2 separate regions of the Zea mays genome follow, and region 1 is linked to region 2. A link is a contact called in public Hi-C data. All regions are on one chromosome and are shown on one strand. Each heading gives the region's core, a stretch centred on a gene start, on an enhancer-like site or on the middle of the called end of the contact. The rest is flanking DNA. Distances are from core to core; before and after follow the strand shown. Region 1 holds the start of LOC100282782. Region 2 holds the start of LOC100384028.

Evidence for each region. Hi-C and Micro-C count contacts between places; a contact is called where the count stands out from the background.
Region 1: a contact with region 2 is called in a Hi-C map of endosperm, with 2.4 times the contacts expected there. The contact joins the promoter of LOC100282782 here to the promoter of LOC100384028 in region 2. A contact is called at or near these places in 6 of 25 Hi-C or Micro-C datasets (bundle sheath, ear, endosperm and 2 more).

What each region holds. Positions count from the first base shown.
Region 1 is chr4:68,294,562-68,300,374 of Zm-B73-REFERENCE-NAM-5.0, reverse strand. It overlaps LOC100282782, which reads right to left and starts at 3,699. Exons shown (of 8, transcript NM_001155688.1): 1 at 3,292-3,699; 2 at 1,995-2,082; 3 at 1,846-1,910; 4 at 1,422-1,470. The coding sequence starts at 3,486.
Region 2 is chr4:67,991,156-67,997,476 of Zm-B73-REFERENCE-NAM-5.0, reverse strand. LOC100384028 reads left to right here and starts at 2,410. Exons shown (of 14, transcript NM_001362239.1): 1 at 2,410-2,705; 2 at 2,828-2,917; 3 at 4,004-4,242. The coding sequence starts at 2,466.

The DNA.
Region 1 (5,813 bases), core at 2,450-4,949, 300 kb before region 2:
CCCTACTCCAACAAGGCCCGAACTCGAGTCCCTACTTTATGGAGGCCCACAAATCTTCTTGCTCAGCCCCATCCCCTACTGTATAGTTTTTTTCCCAAAAAAATTGCGCCCACACCAACTCCCACCCCATGCATCTTTTTCTCATCCTGACTCTCTCCCGTGACACCACCACCAAGGTTATTAAAACGATAAAATGTTGAAACGCTCATGGGTGAAGTTTTGACTTTTAAACGTTTAAACAAAGTTCAAACGTAGTTTTAAACAACATAGGAAAAATACCAATATATCATAATTTCAGACAATAACATGAAGTTAAATACCAAAACAGAGGTTAGTGGCTTACCAAAACTTCACCCATGAGCCAAATTGGACCCAAAAGTAACTTACAGACTGAGCCTAAAAGTAGCTAATGGTCTAAAACGGATGAAACACTTTGTTTTATAGTTTAGAACACCAAAACGTGGTTTCAACCTCTAATTAGCGTTCTGATGTTTAAACGTAGTTTTAATAACACTGACACCACATTCCCTCATGTCGCGCCGAGGCCAAGCCCGCCCCTCCCTGTCAAAGTCCTCCCCTCCCACCGCACCACCGCTGAGGCCCATCGAGGTCCCCCCTCACGTTGCGCCGCCACCAAGTCCATGCCAAACTCTCCCCGTCGAGTTCCTCCTCCCTCCCTACTGAGCCCTCATCCCAGCCTGACGAGCTCCTCATTCCCTGAGATGCTCTTCCCCGCCCAACGACTAGGATAAGAGCATGGGAATAAAAGGGAAAATAAAAAGGAATAACAATAATTTAAATGATGAGTATGTTCTATGTAGGAATACAAGTGAATTGATCACCTTCCTCATCAGCTTAAGCTTTTAGGTTGAGCTGATTGGTGCATGCAACTTAATATATCAGAGCCAGGGGTCTCGAATTTGAATCATGGTTAGAGCAGTTAAATAAAATAATTATTGATCGCTCCTATTCCACGTCTGGGAGCTAAGAGAGCCTCGACGTGCGGGGGAGTGTTGGAATAAAAGTGAATTGGCCACATTTCCCCACCAGCTTAAGCATTTAGGTTGAATTGACTGGTGCATGCAACTTAATAGAGTAGATCCCAAAAACATAGGGGGCTAATTTAAAGGCACTACTGGAGTTGATCCTAGCAAACAAGGCCCTCCAAAGTAGGAAAAGCCATCAAAAGTCAAGTAGAGGCCTTGTTTTAGAGTCTATTGTTGGAGTTGCTCTAACAAGGATGTAGTATCCCATCCTTAATTTCAACTAACACTACGCTAACGGGTTTGACATGAACATTTAGGTAAACAATCATGCCATGGACACTAATGCTAGGTGTCACTCCACAATCCTTATAATATCACTGCAAGAAGTTTCAACTATGTACTGAAAATTCGAATATTTAACAACTTGGAAAATACCTGATATTGTATCCAGTGCCAATAAATCATAATCTGACACAACGCCAACCTACAACAGGAAAGAAGTTCAAACCAAATGAATGTTTTTCTCTATGCATTATGTACAGAAGAAAAAAGTTCTTTCACCATATCTACAGTGTAAAAGAAAGTGTGGTTATGTCCATGCAGTGTGCCTACTATTTTCAGTGCATAATATAAATGTTTTTGCAGGTCAACAAGACATTTTCTGAATAAATGTTTTGCCATAATATAAAGTATAAGCATTTAGAACATGTCAAGTCAACTCCCAACGTAGGTAGGTATGAAATATAGGACGTAGGTAGGTATGAAATATAGGAAGGTAACATAAGAAAAGAATAGTCCTTATGCATGCATTTCTAATTTGAGACTTCATGGGCTTTGAGGAACTAATAATTGTACCGACCAAATTCCAGTCATCATCAATAACAGGAAAGCCAGAGATCCTATGCTTCACCAGCATCTCAAGGGCTGCAAAAAAAAGTAAAATTGAATGATCACGTTCTACTGATCGAAAGTAAGGCAGACAAGTGCAGCATATGAGAAACAAGGCACCGTCATCAACTGAAGTTGTTGGTTTCACAACATGGAGCTCTTCCCTTTTGGTCATAACATCACCAACCCTATAACTTCCAGTGCTTTGCTGAACAACCAGAAATTCAGATTGCAACAGACATTTAGTACAATTTAAAATATTTCCATCTGCAAACAGAAAATAATAGTTATAACCAAGCAAGTAACTTAAGGAGGTTTGGAGAACAAGTTCATTATGGATAAGGTTATTTTGTATCACATTTGTGCAGTTATGCTAAAGATATTTCTCAGAACATTTGTCATAACAATTATTTTGCTATCATGTGTTCTTTAAATAAAATCCAGGAGTGCTAATTGGTGACTCTAAGGGTTTCTGTCTTCACTCTCTAGTACAACAAATTGAAGTAGTTTTTCAAAATGAGAGCTCATTTTGGAAAACTAGAATTGAACTAAAGAGGGGCAGTGAAGACTTTTAGGGAAACCAATTTGCACCCCTAACAAATTCAATAACCACCAAACATTGAAGTCGTTTTCTTTTGTAGTGAACGATAGAACAAGAACTTTGAAACATAAAAGGAAACTGAACCCTTACTTTCTAGTTAAATATTTTTCAACATCATCATTATTTACTCCATTCTAGAACAACATAAAAGCAATCAGTACTTCTCCATTCTACAACAAATATCACAGCATCATCATGAGGGTCAGCTCAGTCATAAGCAAGCAGTAGAGAGCCTGTATCTAATCGTACGCTCGTCTAGTCGTCTTCAACCTTCTATGTGGTGTCAATGAGCACTACAATCACGTGCAAACGTGGATCACCCGCTCCGTGTCCTTCCCATCCTTCCATAAGTTCTAAAATGACCTTCCACTCATCATCGCGCTCTTCTTCCGTTGTGATGTCCCTCTACTTGCAAGTTGTCTTATTTCAATGTGATAGACATGCTATATCCGGTTCCCTAAACAATATCAGCCAAGAAAAAGTTGTTATTTTGTCACTCCCAGTTTGAGCTCTCTGCTATTATATCACCATGTATCTCTGACTTGTGGGACCATCTGTGTCTATGATTTGTGGGCCCGATAGTAAAATGGCTCGCTAGCCAAACTAACAGATAACCAAATAGCCAGTCCATTATATGTGTGTTTCTTAGTGATGGTAATAAGTGACATGGCATAAACATTTAGCTAGCAACTGCCTAAATTATTAGCCTCGCTCTAATCGCATATACAAACCAAACTGACACTAAAACAATCTTCATCTTTATAAAAAAATCTGTTAAAAGCTACAGCCAATAAACGGGGAGGGAGAGGGACTGACCCCGGCCACGGAAGCGTGTTGCGGGAGGCCACGAACGGCGAGGGCTGCGGACACGGCTGAGGCCCGGATGGAGGTCCTTGGCCGCGCGGAGGGACCAGGGGAAGCCACATGTGGGCCTGCAGGCAGTCGAGGCCGCATCCGCCCGCTGGCGGCGGCCGTGCAGTTGGCGGGGAGGAGGAGGAGCGTGGCGTCCATGGAGCCGGCCTGATCCCACCTCCCTGCTCTTCCTCCCTCACCAGCTCGCTCGCGTACGGTTTCGTCTTGAACGAGAAGGACGAGGCCACGAGGAGAGGGAGAGGAGGCAACCTGTGGCTCGGGCTGCGCCTCTGGCGCTTTGGGCGAGGAGTGGCAGAGGAGGCAGAGGGCACGGCCGCACGGGCTGACGGGGTTGGGGATGAGAAGGTTGTCGGAGATATTTATGTGTTATATGTAAAATATATTTGTATATTGTTATTAGCAAGTTGTCGGAGATATTTATGTGTTATATTTTTATTATAAATGAGTGAGACGAAAAATGTAATGTAAGTTACATAATAGAAACAAATTCTACTAATGTATAAAATTATTTTTCATCCTCCACCCTATAAATTTGAGATATGCTTATATCTAAACTTTGTAAAGTGTTGAAATGTCAAATTCCAAACAAAATAAGTTACTTTATTGAGTGAATTCCAGTTTCTCTAAAATGAAGGGATCCAAACACCCCGTTAGGGTATTTGGTTTATAGGGACTAGTTTTAGCACTTGTATTTAGATTGTCTCCAAGAACGTCCTCTAAATCTCTATCTCTATTATATTAAAGCACTAGTTTCAACATCTATTTCAAATTAACCCGTTGCATGCCCGTAGACCATGTCGGACCGGCTCGTTAGCACGTCAGGTCATTTGGTTAAATCAGCGTAAAATATTAAAAAAACAGCGCAGGAGGTGGGGATTCGAACTCACGCCTTAATCTCTACTAATCCTTAAGAGCTCACTGTAGGCGTCCACCAGGGCTTCATCGTGCCCCCGACTTGGCGCGCCCGGCCTCCACCCGCGCGTTCGTGCCCCTGCGCCCGAGATCTCGCATTCGCATCCGCCGATTCCACCACCATCTCCTCCTCCTCTCCCCCTCACTACGCGTTCGCATCCGCCGATTCCGCCACCTCCTCCTCCTCGCTCCATCTATGGAAGGCCCCCACGCAACAGCCCATCTCCGCTTTGCTCACCCCGATTCCCCCCATGGCCATGGCGACGATGGAGGCCACCACGCTGACGGTGCTGCTCAAGGAGGCGGCCGCCGCCTTCTCGACCCGTCGCGCAGTTGCCGTACCGGGCAGGCCGGAGCTCACGCACGCCGCCCTCGACGCTCTCATCGACGCAGCGGCCGCACGACTCGCCGCCGACGCCGGATTTCTCCCGGGCCACGTCGTCGCGCTCTCCTTCCCCAACACCGTTGAGGTTCGTCTCCTTTCGAATTCGATCGGTCATGTTCCTGCCTACGCGATGTAGAGCCCCAGAGTAGCAGGAGTCGGGACCTGACGCGCGTGCATGGAAGGGGATCGAGGAATCCGCTCTCCATGGAAGGGGATCGAGGAATCCGCATTGTCGTCCCTCCTGTTCGGCCCGTGTATCGCGAGCGGAGAGGAGGCAGCATCCGTGACCCCCGTCCCCATCCGTCTCCAGTGCGCCAGTTGCCTCTCCTTCCCGAGAATGTAGTCGCTTCCCCGTCTCCGTCCGTGATCCCCGTCGGGAAACTCCAATGCGATGCCCGCCATGGGTCCTCGCCCTCGCCCTCTTCTTCACCATGTCGCCGCTTCCCCGTCTCCGTCTGTGATCCCCGTCGGGAAACTCTAATGTGATGCCCGTCGTGGGTCCTCGCCCCCGCCCTCTTCCTCCCCATGTCGCTGCTACCCCCGCCCCGAAACACCACCCCCTCCCTTCTCGCCTTTATGGCCGCATGGAGATGGCTTGCTAGCGCCGCGGCCGATCCATAGCTCGTGCTCGTCTTCTCCGCCGCTGCCACAACCACAAGCAACGTTGCGCGCAGCACCTTCACCGGCAGCAGGGGACACCTTAAGCACAACGTCGACATCTTCATGTGTCGCTCTCCCTGTTCGAATATGACATCCGAGGGTTCGATTCAGTATCAAGCAATGGCGGCATCACGTCCGTGGCGTCGAAGGCGGACGCGGTGACGATGCGAATGGTGTCCCGCAGGGGTGTCGTGCAGTTGGTGCTTGTGTCGGCCATTGCCTGGGTCATGCTCGGGCTCGTCGCTCTCGCCTTCCACCTCCGGCCATGCATCTCCCCCGTCGCCTTCCTCTCAGGCCAGCCCCACGGCTGCCCATAGATCCACTTTGATTTGCTTACCTCTTCTGTTGGCAGTATACTCTATCACCTCCGGCCATGGAGCAGCTGTCGTCCTAGCTAAGCAGGCACAGGAAGGCACACGATACACCACAAGCATGGATCCCAGTTGCATCTATCTAATCAATTCTAGGCGTGTCCTACTTCTTCCTACTTATTAATTTGTGAACTTTA
Region 2 (6,321 bases), core at 1,161-3,660:
ACAGCTGGGGCGCGAGTTAGACGTGTGGCACACACATAGCGAGGGCACGCGATGGCGGCTGCGCGCCGAGGCGGCGAGCCATGGGTTTCTCAGGTGTTTAGCGCGTGCTCGGCGGGCACGCGTCGTGGCGAGATTGCGGTTGCACAGAGGTGGTGGGGGTAGACCGAGCAGGGGGTAGACACTTACCTCAGTGGGCTCACCTCGGATGGTGAAAACAGAGCACATACGTCGAGGAGGCGAGTCGACTTCAAGCGCACGGACGCGGCGAAGTTCCGGTGTCGCTCCTGGGACGACGGTGATGTGTCCCGAGCATGCGGTGCGGCCTTGGGGAGGGCAGCGCGTAGTGAGGCAGGTGCGAACGACGATGAGGAGAGTGCGGCAGGGCGCAATGCGCGACAAGGCGGGCACGAGGTGCTACACGGCTCTGTGCGTGAGGACGAGGCATGTGGAAGAGAGAGAGAGAGAGAGAGAGAGAGAGAGAGGTGGGGCTAGTGTCTGAGATGGAAGAAAGGGAGAGGGAGGCGCAGGCGGGCGGTTTTGGCGAGTGCCGCGTTGTGGGTGCGGAGGCAGTTACACAAAGAAGATGAACAGGGGCGATAGGCGCCGACTGGTGGGCCGACGGCTGTAGGTGCAGGCAAGCTCAGCGGCGGCGCGCTCAAGCGCGCGTGAGCGAGCGGGGCCAAGGCGCGGGCACATGGTTTGGCTGGCGCAAGCACGTGGCTAGCTGGACCGGGGGTGGGAGTGCTGGGCTACGGGCGAGGGCATGCGTTGGGGCACGTGGCTGGGGCGGGAGTCGGTCGTGGAGTGCGCCAAGCGCGGGGCGCGCGGGAGGATGGGGCAGGCTGGCTAAGGGGGAAATGGGGCTTTTCCCTTTTCATTATTGTTTTTTTCTTTTCTTTTTTTACTATTTGAATCTAGTTTTAGTTTTTGAATTCAAGATCAAATACACTCCATGGGTTTAAATGGATGCACACCGAAACACAATCATCATTTGAAAATAGATGCTCCAGCATGATGCAACAGTAAGTCTTTTAGGGTTTAACTTGCCAAATTAATACTTGTTTAAATAAAAATAACTCCACTCTACTCCTTCGAGAATATGGCAAGAAGGAAGAAAAGGAGGAAAGAAGGTAACACCCAAATTTTCATAGATATTTTAAAAAATTATATCTCTAAATTTAGGGTGTTATATTTGTTGTCTTACTCCACGAGAGATTGTGAACAATAGCTTTAGTAGAAGTGAGATGGAAATGACATCAAGTGGACTCGTTGAATCAAGTGCTAGAGCTCTTGTGTAACCACGCTTTGCGAGGTGAGAGTGGACCTACGGGCCATCATTGGTAAGAGTACTAGCAGCAATCTTGACCTTGTCTCAATAAAGTTAAGTGGTTGACAAACCATGAAACCTTGGATAAAAATCACCGCGTTATTATCTTTTGTTGGTTTGTAATTCCCCAACATAAACTTTTATTTACTAGTTGATAACTTGTGGTTGTGTTGTTGCTCTTGTATAGTTGATTTGCTTAGCTTGTGTAGCTTAATAATTGTAGCTTAGTAGTTCTACTCTAGTATAACCAATTGAATAGTAGTAATACTTTTGCTCATTAGAATGTGTAAGATCTTTAAACTTTTCCATATCAAATAATAAATTTATATTGCACTGGACCAATGGGTTGGGATACCAGTAAATATTTCATGAACTATCTAAATTAAAATTAAATTAGTGTGTTTACTATCCGTTCCACTTTATAATTTATTTGACTTTTTATCCCAAATTTGTCCCACTCGTTTTATTCAAAATTTTTCATAATTATAGTTAACTTTTATTGTAATATCGTTTAACATATAATATACTTTATATATGACTTTGATTTTTTTCGCAAAAAAATAATAAAACGAGCCTGTTAAACTTAGTAAAAAAGTCGAACGAATTATAAATTAAGACGGAGATCATTTCAAGTCTAGCTTCAGATATTTGGTATCGGGTCTTTTACTCACCTCTATATACAAGCAATATAGCCAACTAACAGAGATAGCTTTGTACAACTAATCATGCAGGTTTAGCAAAACAACAAACATATATGAGTTGTTGAGTGGCTATTTTATTTGGTATACATGGGACAATAATGGTAGGCTCCGATTCTCCCTCCGAACGGCGACAGCGCCTGCTCCGCCAGAACGCAACGTGGCGCGCAGCAGCTAAGCGCCCCGCGCACCCGTTTCCTGCTGCACCCATGTCGGCCAGCTGTGTTTCCTACTACTCTCGAAAGCAAGAAAAAACCCCATAAACACTGTACGAGATCACTGACCATAATCATTAGCAATTTAGCATTAGCCTCAGCTGGCGTACCGTCGAGTCCATTCCCACCTTTCTACCCCTTCCAGAAACCTCCAGGATCCGACTCCAATCGAATCGCCAAAGCAGACAGGGGCGCTCGCGGGGGCGCCGAGCTCGACGGGGCGAGATGGCCGGGAACGACTGGATCAACAGCTACCTGGAGGCTATTCTGGACGCTGGCGGGGCCGCGGGAGATCTCTCGGCAGCCGCAGGCAGCGGGGACGGCCGCGACGGGACGGCCGTGGAGAAGCGGGATAAGTCGTCGCTGATGCTCCGAGAGCGCGGCCGGTTCAGCCCCGCGCGATACTTCGTCGAGGAGGTCATCTCCGGCTTCGACGAGACCGACCTCTACAAGACCTGGGTCCGCGTAAGTCCTTCCGCCGCCGCCTTCAGCTGATGTCTATTCGAGTGTTATGGGCACGTTTTTTTTTTCTGGCTTGATGTCTTTTTTCTGCCATTTTTATTTATTTATATGAATTTTGGTTTCAGACCTCGGCTATGAGGAGTCCCCAGGAGCGGAACACGCGGCTGGAGAACATGTCGTGGAGGATCTGGAACCTCGCCAGGAAGAAGAAGCAGGTATACGCATGTCCGACCGAATAAAAGTTGATAGCAGCATTACTTGTTTCTTGAAAAGCTTGCCGACCAATTTTGTGTGCACTCAAGAACCAACTAACTTTTGGAGATCGTGCTCCTGAGGTAACTATTTAGACAACGGATTCTAGTACCAGAAGTATACTAGTGGTAGTAGTGTTTTTGAGTGAAAACAGTAGGGCAAAGCCCCTGCTTTGATAGAGAGCTGCCTGACCAGCCAATCAATCATAATATGTGGTTACAAAAAAATCATAATATGTAGACAACTAGCACTAAGATGTAGTTGTCGACATAGTATGGTTGACTGGGTGGTCAGGCTCGGGTAACTTTTGTTGCACCTGGGGAATATTTAAATCCTACTCGTGCTGTGCTTGTGCTTGAACTGGGTCCTCTGATCAATTGACATAGTGTCTTATGTGCTGTCTCCTGCTGAGATAAATTTCTTGTATTGTGCTCTGATGCTGGAAAGCACACATGTTACATCAAGGTTTGGATGCAAACCTGTGGAAGTCTGATTTATACTTAGGTCTTTGTCTGAAAGGAAGTATTTCAAGTCACATAGGTTGTTTGTTTTTAGAAGGGTACATCAGATAAATTTAAAATGATCCATGAACTAGCTGTCTTTTCTAATTTTGTCATGGAATAGTTGCGGGTAGTAGATATGGCAACCTTCTAGGGCTCAAATAAAAAAGATCTTTTCTTTTTATTTTTGAGAGGATAGCACAAACAGTATAGCATAATATTTTCCACGGGCATTCCAACATGCATGATAAATATCTGATGCAAATATTTAAGCATAATATCTATCATGAATTTGCCAACATACATGATAAGCATCTGATGCAAACATGTGAAAGTTTATACTGGTATTCTTGCTTGTACTACAATCTTGGCATTGAACTTTAACCACAGAAGGTAGCTGCAGATACATAAAACACATTTAGCTGCAGATACATAAAACACATTTGTAGTGCCATAGTAGAATTGTTCATGCCCACGGTACATATATTTGTTATATTTCATGATTTGGTTTCAGAAATTATGTTCTCTTTATAATTTTTTTGACCACAGATAGAAGGAGAGGAAGCCTCACGATTGTCTAAACAACGCATGGAATTTGAGAAAGCTCGTCAATATGCTGCTGATTTGTCTGAAGACCTATCTGAAGGAGAAAAGGGAGAAACAAATAATGAACCATCTATTCATGATGAGAGCATGAGGACGCGGATGCCAAGGATTGGTTCAACTGATGCTATTGATACATGGGCAAACCAGCACAAAGATAAAAAGTTGTACATAGTATTGATAAGGTATGGCGCATTGGAGTTAATAGCTGTAGTTGATCTAGATCTACACATTCTTCTTTTTTTTTTGTTCGAAGTTAATGGTGTTTAAGAGTCTAAACATAGAGTGGCCATATAATCAGTTAAACTTGTTTATGGATTGTATAGTTTGTTCTTTATTTTTTTTCTCGAATATGCAGGAGTGCTGCTTATCATTATATTAAAGTAGAGGGAAAAAGGCCTGAGGCCTGGGACAATCAGAACACAACACTAAAAAAAACACACCAGACTCACACAAAAAACATATACACACACCAAACAAACACAACACAGACACATACCAGCCACACGACACACTACCACCCCAGCCTACCAAGAGGCTACAAGACTTTCCTTTCTCTAACCAGGGTCAAAAAGGGAGCGCATGTTCTTGGCTCCTGCAGAAAACCACAGTCTCATCTCATCTTTGAATCCATCCTCTAAGGTAGAAAGGCAGGGTCGAGCTCCGTAAAAAACACACCTATTTCTCTGTTTCCAAAGACTCCAAGCCCCAAGGAGTACCATACTATTAAACCTCTTTCTTTTGCTTTTAGGAATCCTAGTTGAAGCCTTTCTCCACCATTCAGCAAAATCTGAATCTCTTCTCTTTGGAACCACAGAAGAGAGACCATTTGGAGTTAAAATATTATGCCAAAACTGTCTTGTGATGACGCAATTAGATAGAATATGTTGCACAGTTTCACCTTCTTGATCACATAGAACACAGTCTTCAGGATAATGAAGCCCCCTTTTTTTTGAGTCTGTCGGCTGTCCAACATTTGTTGTCTATGGCCAGCCAAACAAAGACCTTACACTTAGGGGCTGCCCAGCTCTTCCAAATTCTTTTCCAGGGCTCAAAGGATTCCGCTCCAATGAAAAAAGCTCTGTAGGCAGATTTGGAGGTGTACAGACCATTGCTGCTAAATTGCCACACATGTTGATCATTTGAATTTTGAAGCTGAAAAGTTTCAAGAACCTCCCATAATTGTAGATATTGCTCAATCACAGCCAGGAAGAGATTTCTCTAGATATCATGAACCCAATAGTATGAGGTAAGGGCCTGCTGCACAGTCCTTACTTCTCTAATCTTCTTCGGAACTGCAGCAACAATAAGGGGAGCTAAATCTACAATAGAACACCCATGAATCCACCTATGTTTCCAAAAGAAGGTTGAAATACTATTACCAATGGTGGTAGACACTGCAACCTGAAATAAAGCTCTGGCCTGGGACGATATTTTAGGATCAAGGCCGCTCCAAGGCTTAGAAGGAGCAGTTTTTTTGTAGCCAAAGCCATCGCATTTGTAGGGCCCAGTTCATCGTGTGGAGATTAGGAATTCCAAGGCCCCCAAATCAAAAGGCCGAGTGACTTTATCCCAAGATATAAGGCAATTACCTCCTCTAGCCTCCTTTCTTCCTTTCTACAAGAAATTCCTTCGAATTTTATCAAAGGCTTTGATAACCCATTTAGGAGCATTGAGAGCAATAAATAAGTAAACCGGGATGGCAGAGAGTACAGATTTGATAAGAGTGATTCTCCCAGCAAGATTTAGAAGCTCAGCCTCCCATCCTGGAAACTTGGCAGCAATTTTCTCTATCCAGTGAGCGTGGTCTCCAGCACTAAGTTTTTTGCTGCTCAGAGGGAGGCCAAGATAGGCTGTAGGAAAGTTTTTTGAGGCACAACCCAAGGTCTGGACAGCCAACTCAATCCTTTCATTATCACACCGAATTGGGTAGGAGAAACTTTTTTGCAAGTTAGTTTGAAGACTTGAGGCAACACCAAGACACCTCAAAATTTCTCTGACCACCACTAAGTCCCCAGAAACTGGCTTAACAAAAACAACAACATCATCTGCGAACATTGAAACCCTTTGGCTAATGCTTCTACCAGCAAGGGGGTGTAACAATCCACACTCATCTGCCCTGGTAAATAGGCTATTAAGAATATCCATGACTGGGATGAATAAAAGGGGGGATAAAGGATCACCTTGCCTCAACCCTCTCTTGAGATTTATAGGCTGTCCAGGCACTCCATTTACAAGAACTTGCGTAGAGGATGTTAATAACA